Regions from separate parts of the Sus scrofa genome. Here regions 1 and 2 are each linked to region 3. A link is a contact called in public Hi-C and HiChIP or PLAC-seq data. All regions are on one chromosome and are shown on one strand. Each heading gives the region's core, a stretch centred on a gene start, on an enhancer-like site or on the middle of the called end of the contact. The rest is flanking DNA. Distances are from core to core; before and after follow the strand shown.

Evidence for each region. A called contact is a pair of places that touch in the nucleus more often than the background predicts. HiChIP or PLAC-seq counts read pairs in DNA pulled down with a chosen protein or histone mark.
Region 1: a contact with region 3 is called in a Hi-C map of liver, with 7 times the contacts expected there. The contact joins two enhancer-like sites. A contact is called at or near these places in 1 of 47 Hi-C or Micro-C datasets (liver) and 1 of 2 datasets of contacts at active chromatin or transcription factors (skeletal muscle).
Region 2: an H3K27ac HiChIP or PLAC-seq map of skeletal muscle shows a contact between it and region 3. The contact joins two enhancer-like sites. A contact is called at or near these places in 1 of 47 Hi-C or Micro-C datasets (fetal skeletal muscle) and 2 of 2 datasets of contacts at active chromatin or transcription factors (alveolar macrophages and skeletal muscle).

Annotation. Positions count from the first base shown.
Region 1 is chr13:181,296,735-181,300,076 of Sscrofa11.1, forward strand. It overlaps a transcript of LOC106508546 not described here. Among named protein-coding and RNA genes, the nearest start is that of MIR99A, 4.1 kb to the right of the region's middle. Within about 2 kb of position 1,852, at least 41 of the 83 cell types and tissues checked have an H3K27ac peak or open chromatin away from gene starts, as enhancers often do. A contact at or near this core is called in liver and skeletal muscle, where this site is marked.
Region 2 is chr13:181,337,553-181,340,950 of Sscrofa11.1, forward strand. It overlaps a transcript of LOC106508546 not described here. Among named protein-coding and RNA genes, the nearest start is that of MIRLET7C, 36 kb to the left of the region's middle. Within about 2 kb of position 2,034, at least 22 of the 83 cell types and tissues checked have an H3K27ac peak or open chromatin away from gene starts, as enhancers often do. A contact at or near this core is called in fetal skeletal muscle and skeletal muscle, where this site is marked.
Region 3 is chr13:180,979,014-180,982,534 of Sscrofa11.1, forward strand. The region is part of intron 2 of LOC106508546; the gene reads left to right. Among named protein-coding and RNA genes, the nearest start is that of MIR99A, 320 kb to the right of the region's middle. Within about 2 kb of position 2,133, at least 37 of the 83 cell types and tissues checked have an H3K27ac peak or open chromatin away from gene starts, as enhancers often do. A contact at or near this core is called in fetal skeletal muscle, liver and skeletal muscle, where this site is marked.

The DNA.
Region 1 (3,342 bases), core at 602-3,101, 320 kb after region 3:
ATTCTTTTGGTTTTGTTTATTTTTTTATAGGCAAGTAATGGTTTGATTACCTTTTCCAGTCTTTGTCTGGTATTGTGCAATATATATGTCTATATGTGAGTGTCTGTACATGGAGGAGGGATAACATTCATCCATAGTTTTGTAAGGCACTGAATATAATTTTAAAATTGTGCAAAGATAATTATAAAGATTCCCCATCTTAGAAAAACTGAAGCATTTTTTAATGCAGGAAAGGCAACCATAATTCTTTTTGGTACTACTGAGTATGTTTCGCTTAAATACTAATAGCACTTGCTTTCCCACTGAGCTATAGATTTTGCTTAAGGAAATGGTGAAAGATTTCATTCACTGTACTTTTGTTAGAAAGTATGGAAATGTTTGTCCACGGGAACTTCTGTCGCCTGTGAGAATGGAAATCCATTGAGGTGAGGGAACCCTTTCATTTGATTGCCTAGAAGCTGTTGATACATTCCTTGTATCTTTCAACGGGATCTTTCACGCCACACAGGAAAACTGTAGCTGGTGAAGGAACAGAAAGAGCACTTCTTCCATGAGTCAAATCTTAGCAAACTTGCACAGCAGCTGTGCTAGGTACTGCTGAGGATTACCCCAGGACCCAGTTGCAGGGGTGTGCGCGGTTGAAGAGACAACTGGCATCCCTCAGGGGACCACTTTGACGGAGATTGAAGCAATAATGCATCCCCACTGCTGCTGGAGGATATTGTGGCCGTGTAGTACAAAACTGGTGCCAGATAAAAATCAGAAAGTAATAAAAAGCAAGACAAAACTCAAGAGCTTTTCAATCTTAATGCAAGGGACTAAAACAAACGTCCTGGGCTTGTTGCATTCACTCAGAAAGGAAAAGGGGGCAGGGGAAGGGAAAACTTGCAGAGACTTCAGTCTTTTCCTTTGAGAACCATTTGTGTTGTGAAATAAAGTTACGGAGTAGGCATGTTCAGACCTTTATTTGCTACATTTAGTCTGAAGGATTCCCCCCCAGCACACACACACCCTTAACTACAAGAAGCCAGAGTTTTCTGTGCAAACTGAAACAGGCGTTGCAAGAATCAGATTCACTTTGGACGACTCTTCACATTCCAAGTCATCATTGCATTAGGCAGCACAATTCCATCTCTGGTTGATGGGCAGAAAAAGTGGGCAGCTTGCCAGGTAGACGTTTCCATGACTCCCAGCCCCCAAAGGTGATGCGTTTTTCAGCTAATTCAATGAAGAGTGGGCTGAACTTTGGGTCTAAACGAGACAATAGCTGCCTTCGCAGTATCAGCAGAATGGTTGATGGGAATGCACTCTACATTTGGCAGAGAATCATGTGACCTTACGACTGAGATTTTGTGATGGTGCCAACGGAGACTTGGAAAGCAGCAACCGTCCTGACTTTTTTCTTCTTTTCTAGCATGGCTCAGAAAATGGTGGATCTTAATACTTGACTTTAGCCAGACTCAGCAAGCGACTGAGCTTTGAAGCACAACTTCGCCTTTATTCTGGGTTTTTGGCAGGCCACCAGGAGGCTGTCCCTTTCACGCCTGATAAATTCTGCTGCTTATCTCTAAATAGAAAAAAAAAAAAAAGAAAGAAAGAAAGAACATATAAACAGAATATTGAGGCATAACAAGTGAATCCTAAAATTGTGTGTGCTTTTTTTGTTTTTTTGCCTTTTCTTACCGCTGATTTTTTAAAACGTTAATACCCTTTCTGCTTGCTGAAGAATCCAAGTAGGTTTTTTTTTTTTTTTTTTTTTTTGGTTTATAATGAACAGGCATTTGAACTGGGCAAACAGGACGACAGCAGCAGTGAGCATGAGATCATTGCAGCAGTGTAGCAAACTGGCACCCTGCCTTCTCACCCTTTTGGTTCAGGAGACAAACGTGTGCAATCCTCATTTCTAAAGTCAGCACAGCCTGGAAGGATTCCTGGTCTCTCCCACCTTCTACCATTCTGCTGCCAGGGACGGCAAGGATTGGTGCAGCTTCTGCGCAGTGCTTTGTGCCTGGAATACCGAGAAGCAAGAAAAAGAAGACAAGCACCCTGGTCCTTTTTTCCAAGAAATAGCAGGAGCCATGAAGAAAAAAAAATCTGAGTTTGTCCTACTCCTTGCAACAGTGCTGGGAAAAAAAGAGAGAGAGAGAGAAAGAGACGCTCCTGCTCAAAAACAAAAACAAAAACAAACAAACAAAAATCCAAACCAAAACAAACCAAAAAAAAAAAAAAAAAAAAGCCAACATTGGCTTGTATAACTACAGAGACATCGGGCTTTGTAAAGCAGCTTTGTAAGGCAACATAAGCAAATGAGCCTTCTTTATTTTGTATTATTTCCAAAACATGGCATAATAAGCAATATATTGCTCTTGGTGAAATCGCACCTTTCATATCAGGTATAACTTTTTTTTGTTGTTTCTTTTTAAGCCTACTGTTATGTAAAAGGGGATCCTTGAACTTTCAATTTACTCTGATTTAACTCATCACCCACTTTACTCTTATTAACTTTTTCCTTTTGCTCTCTTGCTCTAATCCTGATTAGAATAGAAACTTTAGTAAAAATAGAAAAATCTCTATGCAAAAGATGGTACCTGTTTTTATTTTTGTTATACATAGAAGTTTTGGAAAAACATTAATATATTATCTGTGCTTATTGTGTACAGTATTAGTTTTTGCTGTCTAAGAAAAGTGAGCATTTAGCCCTGGTTGGTAAAGAAACTAAACCTTTCATGTGCCGTTGACTCATAATTTAAAATGTGAAAGAAGAAACTTTTTCAACTTCAAAAAAGAGGTCGTGTTAGAATATATATTAAACTTCTGATAAATAAAATTTAGTTTGGGGGAGGCTATATTTAAATTACTTACCAGGATTTCAGTGTAACAAATAGAGATGAAAATATCATGTTCTCAGTTGCTAAGTAGAAAAAAGCTTTTTCCACAATAATACTGACTGTTAAAATATATTTAAAAGAATAATTTGTCTTAGAGCTATTGCTGAGAGTGTTGGAAATATCTATTATTTTAGTAGAAAAAGTACATACAAACTTGTTTTTAGTTTAAAGCAGTGTATTGGATCAGCAGATAAATGCATTGCATTCTAATTATTTTGTCTGTTTGTAGAAGTAAATTGCTAAGCAATTGAAGCATTTTATAACAAAAACCCAGTTTTTCCTGGTTCAATGAGAAAGGATTAGCTGATATATTCCACCTATTTTAATTTCCATTAAAACTGTTTCAAAACATGTTTTAAAATTGTTAAAGAGAGAAAATGTTTTTAAGTACATAGCGTATATAGAGTATAATTTTCATGTTAAGAATTGATACTATATTTTCCATAAAAATAAT
Region 2 (3,398 bases), core at 784-3,283, 360 kb after region 3:
AATTGATTTCTGTTACATTTTAATTCTTAAAGGTAGCAGTTCCCGTTGTGGCACAGCAGAAAGGAATCAAATCTGACTAGGAACCATGAGGTTGCAGTTCGATTCCTGGCCTTGCCCAGTGGGTTAAGGATCTGGTGTTGCCGTGAGCTGTGGTGTAGATCACAGACACGGCTCAGATCTGGTGTTGCTGTGGCAGCGGCGTAGGCCAGCAGCTGTAGCTCTGATCTGACCCCTAGCCTGGCAACCTCCATATGCTGCAGGCACAGCCCTGAAAAGCAAAAAAAAAAAAAAAAATTATTACAGGAAATCCTCACATCATTGAATAATTATTTATTAAATTTAGTTGTTAGCTGGGCAGAGTCCAAGATTATATCAGTTGGAGAACACCTAAGATTGTTTTTAATAGAGACCCATCCCCCCTTTTTTCCTCTCAGCTGAAATTGTCATAAGTCTATTTTCTTTCTTTGTTATGAAAAAGCATTTGCGAAACAGTGTGTCATGCTATCAGTACAAGTAATTTTCTAAGGTAGATTATGAAGATTCTTCGGTATTTTTATTTTTCACAAACATAATAAATGTTCACTTATATAAAAATATGTGCATATATGTAAATATGTCATACGATACAGATGTCTTGAGAGTCTAATTCCTATGAATAAGTATATAGACCACACTGTCCCAGCATTCTAGAATACATGTGACTTCAGATAACAAAAATGTTTATAAATAGCACTGAAAACTTTAGTCATGTGGATTTCCTCATGAAGTATACACTTTAATGTTGCAGCAGAGAACTGTGTGGGAGTTGCCTCATTTTAGTTCTATTTTAAAACAATGAGAAATTTAACCGGTCGCTTAATTTTAAATGACATAGTCATAAAATAAAACTATGTCCATTCAAGAGTTTTTCCTATCAAGTTAACTTTCCCTCTGCTCACCAAGAGTGTTAGCTAGGAGGCTCTGGTTATTTCTGGATAGGCTGGTTCATAAAAAAGGACAGTATTTGTCTTTTTTTCTTTTCTTTTTTTTTTAATGTGATGTTCACTCCCAAAGTAATAAAACTGAAAAAGAAAATTAGGAATTTTGCGTTTCAAGAACAATAGGATAAGCAGATATACATCGAGATTTTTTAAATTTTCTACAAAATGTGGACATTGGGCTGGAAAGGACACTTACATCCTGATTCTACAGGAGATCTAAAGAAATTTTTTACCTTCCTCTAGATTCCACAGCCACTTAATAACCAGTGATAGACACAAGGGCGATCTCCTGCCTTTGTGTGGTGCAATTTTCTTTTACCCTGAAATTCTTAAAGGTAATCCTCAGGACATGGAATGTTTCATTATTTATTTAATCACATTTCCGACTGTTCCAGAATATTTTTCCATAGGTGTGTACACAGCAAATGAATAAAAATCAGTCATATTTACTATGTGACCACCATCTATCATTCAGTTTAGGGAAAGTATACTTTATTACTATTTATTTTTTCCATTCTTTTAGTTAGTGCAGCACTCATAAGGAAGTTACTGATTGTTAATCCAGTGGGACTGAAATAGACATACATTTGAATAAGATGGCTAAATAATGAAAATAACTTGTTTACCTGTGTATCGATTTAACGAAGGAAAGTATATTCGTGATTTGTTTATGTCTTTTTTAACACAACGAAAACTGGATTGAGAAGCTTGCCAGACATACATATTCATTTTTCCAAGAATAACTTTTTGATAGCTTTAGTGAGGAAAATGATTCATTTGAATCAATACATTGTGTGTAATTTAAAAGCCAAGGATACATTTACTCTTCTGGGTTTTTATTCACTTTAAACTTATCCAAATTTTATGAAAAGCTCTTTACCTCAAGCACTGGCTGCATCAGATTTTGTTTTTGGTGGGAGGGGAATCTTAACTTGTGTCCCATGTGCAGTTATATGTTCCCTGGGTAGAGCAAAATGGTGGCTGCTCTTGGATTTCTCTTCCAGTGCCAGAATCCTCTCCCTTCAATACTGCATGTGGAACATTCCTAATCCGTGTTTGTTTCCCTCAGGACTAGGGCTCCTTGGGGATTTGGCTGCCTAGCTTGATGGAAGTATTCCAGCTCTGCTTTCTTTCGGATAGTATTTCTCCTCCATTTTATCTAAATAGAGGATTATATTAGCTAAACATGATTAAATTTGAGATATGAGTAGGTACATTTCTGGTTTCTAGTTCTGTTAAAGTTTCTTATGGTCCCTGTCTCTGCATGCAACATAGTGTTTTAACGTAACCATCTTTTAGTAGCTCCAACTCTTAGGAAAAAGTTTGGAAGAACCCTAAGCAAGTTGTTTGAAAGAAACGGGCATTTTAAAAAGTTCTTAATGCAGTTAGTAACTCAAAGTCTATACTGACAAAGATGCAAATAGCCTTTATAAGCATAAATTTTGTGAAATGAACATTTTGTAAAAGTAAATGTGGAGTTTGTAGATCCTTAGGCAAATCTTCACTGCCGGTTGAATTTATTTAAAGAGCTTTTTTGGTCACCTTTGAACCTCAATGATTTCTCCAGATGTACAGAAGTGAACAATGTAAAAATCTTGCTGTTTCAGCAGAACTGATTCCAGCTGGCTGGGAACTGGATCTGCAAGTCATTGGTTACAGCTGTGTTTCGATTTATGTGATGGTTGAAAAAATAAATTACCCGATTAGATGGCTAGAAAGAGGACTCTTTGTTTAGCCCTTGTGTGGGGACTGAAAGTGTTTATGGTGCTGTTTTCTACGCAGTCTTTGCAAAGTAAGCTGGACAAATAGACTTATTCAGTGCTCCTAAGAAATGTTGCATATTCAGCTTTAATTCTTTACTAAAGAAACTTTTTTTATATAATGCTGTCACCCAGCAAATGTTTTAAAGGTCCAGCATTTAAGAGAAGCAGTAAGTTTTCTGTCCTACTGAGCATTGCATTTAGTAATTGAAAAGCCGTTTGCTTTTGTTTAATCTGTACTTTAAAACATGTCTTTGTCAGGCATATGAATTAAAATATGTTTCCTTTAAATTCAAAGCTTTATAGTGGCAAAGTATCTGAACATAAATTCTAACTCAACCCTTTTCTTTAATGAGTTATGGCTCATGGCACATAAGAGAATAAATTAATTAAATTACTAAATAAAGAAATATAATTAAGCATTACTGCAACACCAAAAAAAAAAAAAAAAAAAAAAAGAAAGGGACATGCCGGTGGGCTACTTAGGCTATAGGGGGATTGAATTTGTGACCTTTTCGTCATTACCTAAGTAAAGTTTACAGTTATGAGCAGGGAGAGTATTAAACAGCATGTAGCTTTTCGGGTTAGTAAAAGTCAAAAAGCTAGTAACTCTTGGAGGTGTAGAGTACAACCCTCCCAAGAAGATCAACATACTAAT
Region 3 (3,521 bases), core at 883-3,382:
TTATTATTACTATTATTATTAACTTTTAAATTTAATTTTATTTTAATACTGTTACTACATGGGAAAAGAATTTTGCGGGAGGTTTGATTTTTTGAGATATAGTTTTGACATAAAATTATACTAGTTTTAGGTGTACAACATAATAATTTGATATTTGTATTTATTTTATTTTTTTAAACTTAGAGGCTGTGCCAACCTCCCTTTTCAAACTGATCAATGACTCCTACTGTATATTGGAGAAAATGGAAACCCATTTCTGCCCTAACCCCCACCCATAATTGATTTTATCACCCTTTTTTTTTAATGATATTTTAAAATTTTTTTCCATTATAACTGGTTTACAGGGTTCTGTCAATTTTCTACTGTACAGCAAGGTGACCTAGTCACACATGCCTATATATTCTTTTTCTCACATTATTCTCCATCATGCTCCATCATAAGTGACTAGATATAGTTCCCAGATTTTAATACTTTTAATTACTATATTTTCTATCACTACAATTTTAAAAATGAATCCTATTGACTAGATACTATTATCTGATCCTACTTGTCTCACCTGTTTTATTCCTTCTTGGATTTTTGGTTTGTTTGTTTTATTTTATTCAGACAGTATCCAATTTGAAGATAATTCCATTGACCAAGTAAAGGTTAATGGGATGGAAATGCTAAGTTCAGCATCCATATGCAATACTGCCATTCCTATACAGGGCCGCACCAGATGATGTTTTGTGTCATCACAGAGTAAACAGAGTGAGAAAATGTGGGTGTGGCAAATCCACCTTTGAATGATAGCTATTGCAGGACAGTGGGGGGGGGAGTGATTGTCCATATAGTCAGTATAAAATATGTGCTTTTAATTGGATTGTATTATCCCAAAGCATGAACTTGATCTGAAATACAATTCCCTGATATTTCTGTCATTAACTTGTTGATAATATAGTGGCTATTTTTAAGGTGTTTTCAAGGGACAAGCAAACTTAATATATGAAGTTTAAACAAACCTGAAGTTTTAAAAGATTGCATTTCTCTTTAGTGCTTCATTTTTTTGGTTATGTTTAGCCCTCATTTTTACATATATTTGAAAGAGAGGAATGTTTGTCTTAACTAGAGAACAAAACAAAATTATGGTGTAATGAGTTACTAGAATAAGAGAAAGCATGACATTAATATGAAAACTTGAAAGAGTTTAAAATAACCATTCTTATCTCCCCAAATGATATGATTTTGATGTTATTAAGCATAAAGAACTTTGTTTATAATAGGTTAACTTTGCAGTTAGGTGTGGTAAGTCAGAAGCCAAAAAAAAAAAAAAAAACCTAAAACAAAACCTAGGAACCAAGTGATTAAGTGATATCTGTGACTCTATGATGCATTAATTATTTTGTCATTTCCATATTCCCAGCTTGAAATTTAATATAAAAGAAATGCCTTGCTGCTTGGTTCTAAATCCTGTTTGATCCAATGTGGAAAAAAATATATATTATTTGGAGACTTCTTAACAGAAAAAAAAAAAAAATCTTTGAATTAATAGTTTCTCCTGCAAAAAGAAACTTGAAATTCACCTTTGGACTATTTCATATCTTTAGCATATTTTCTATTAAAAATACTTCTAGATTCCAGTGTCTGCTTGGCTTTGGTTATCTTAGCGGTAATAAGTAGCCTTGGGACCCCCGAAGGCACACCCCACACACTTATGCTGTGTGACCTAAGGTCACAAGTAATGGCTGCAAGCTAATTGATTGAGAAAGGCTTGTCTGGAGGGGCCTCTTTGCGTCCTCCCTTTACATTCCTAAGTTCTGTGAGAGTCACTAGCAGCTCAGCCTCGCAAGGAAGGAAAAAAGAGAGGAAGTTTCTCTGCGTTGTGAATACACTTTGAGTTCCCCTGTAGTGAGCTTACTTCTCTCCACCCACCAACCAAGAACTCTTTCACTTGAAGGTGGACAACTTAAAGCCTGATCTCAGAGTTACCCGAAAAGTGACCTGAGTATTTATTGAGCTGAAAGAACCAATTACCTACTTCAGGCGGTGGGGAGCGTATGGAAATGATATTAGAACTTCAGCAAAGTGCACAGCCGCATAATACAGAAGCCAGGACTCAGATTGACAGGCAAATAAGCCAGCTCGTGGAAGGGGCCTCTGGGTGGCAGCTCTGGGCTATTGGGTGTTGGACAACTATAGGCAAAACTGAAATGGAACAGGGGCAGAAAATAGCACACTTTTACGCCACGCAACCGTTGCTTTCGCATGGTGAGTGCAGATTTAAGATATTACTTAAAGTCTACTTTCTGTGTTGTAAAACAAGTAGAGAAATCTGTTGTGCTTTGAAGGGAATGATAGCAGGAGCCTTTCTTAAAAGTTCTAAGTGATCTGGTTTTGTTTCTGCTTGATCTCACATTAAACTTGGCAATGCTAACAGAGAAACACAATATTTGTATTGTCTTGGTGTCCTTTTTCTTAAAATTGTCCTTTTGTTTAAATCATGCGTCTCTCCAACCTGAATAAATATTGTTTTAGGCAAATCAGGGGTGGAATAGGTAATGAAGGAACAGCGGTGTGACAATACATGTAAACATTTCACTTAGTCCAACTTTGTGTCACTTCTCCACGGCTTCACATTTTGCCGCCTTATCTCAGGAATATATAGCACAGTCTGTATGAAAAGAGCTTTGTGTGAGAATTCCAGAGAGTTAAAGGGTCAGGGCCTGTGTGTTATCTGACTGCCAGCAAGACTCACTGGGTTGTCCTCTTATTTTTAATCTAAAATAGGGAAAAAGTGCATCTTTACATATTAAAAAGTAAGTGTGTTTTGATTCCAATAGTTGCCTTCTTATAGTTTATGGTTGTTATTCCTGGCAAAGGATTATTTAAGCTTCTTTCGAGAAGCAGCATGCAAACTTCTTTTGTTTCTTTCTGTCTTGTTTGATCACATTTCACTGCAGAAATTTTGCACATTTTTTTTAAAATAATAATTATCTCGAAACAATACCAAGTGGTTTTTATTTCAGTGCAAATATCTTGGCAATTAGTAAGCTTGCTTTTCCTGGGGAAAAATACCTGAGAGTAAATCGTGCTTAATTCTTAGTTTAGCCATACTTATAGTCCTATTTTAAATGTGTTTCTTTAAAAAAAAAATCAGAATCTAGGGGAAGTATTACTAGAATGTTACAGAAGAGATTCTTCTGCAAAAACTGCAAATTCAGTATTATAATTTTAATGAGTTCCAAATATTATCGCTATTGTTGACTTTGTTTAAAAAGCATTTTTATTAACAAAGTGACTGCATTAGATGTTACCAAATGAATGAAGTGAAAACTGTGTCTTCCATCCTGCTGATTTGATAGAATATAGAGGTCTGCATTGTTATTGTGTTTCATATTCATTTAAACTTTTTAAAGAGCACCTCTGTAATACCCATTTTGAATAATCATTTAAAAATGAAATATACTAAACTAAGCTTCTTATATTTTAAGATTTATAGTTTCTGTTTCATAAAGTAAATTAATAAATGGATGAAATATATT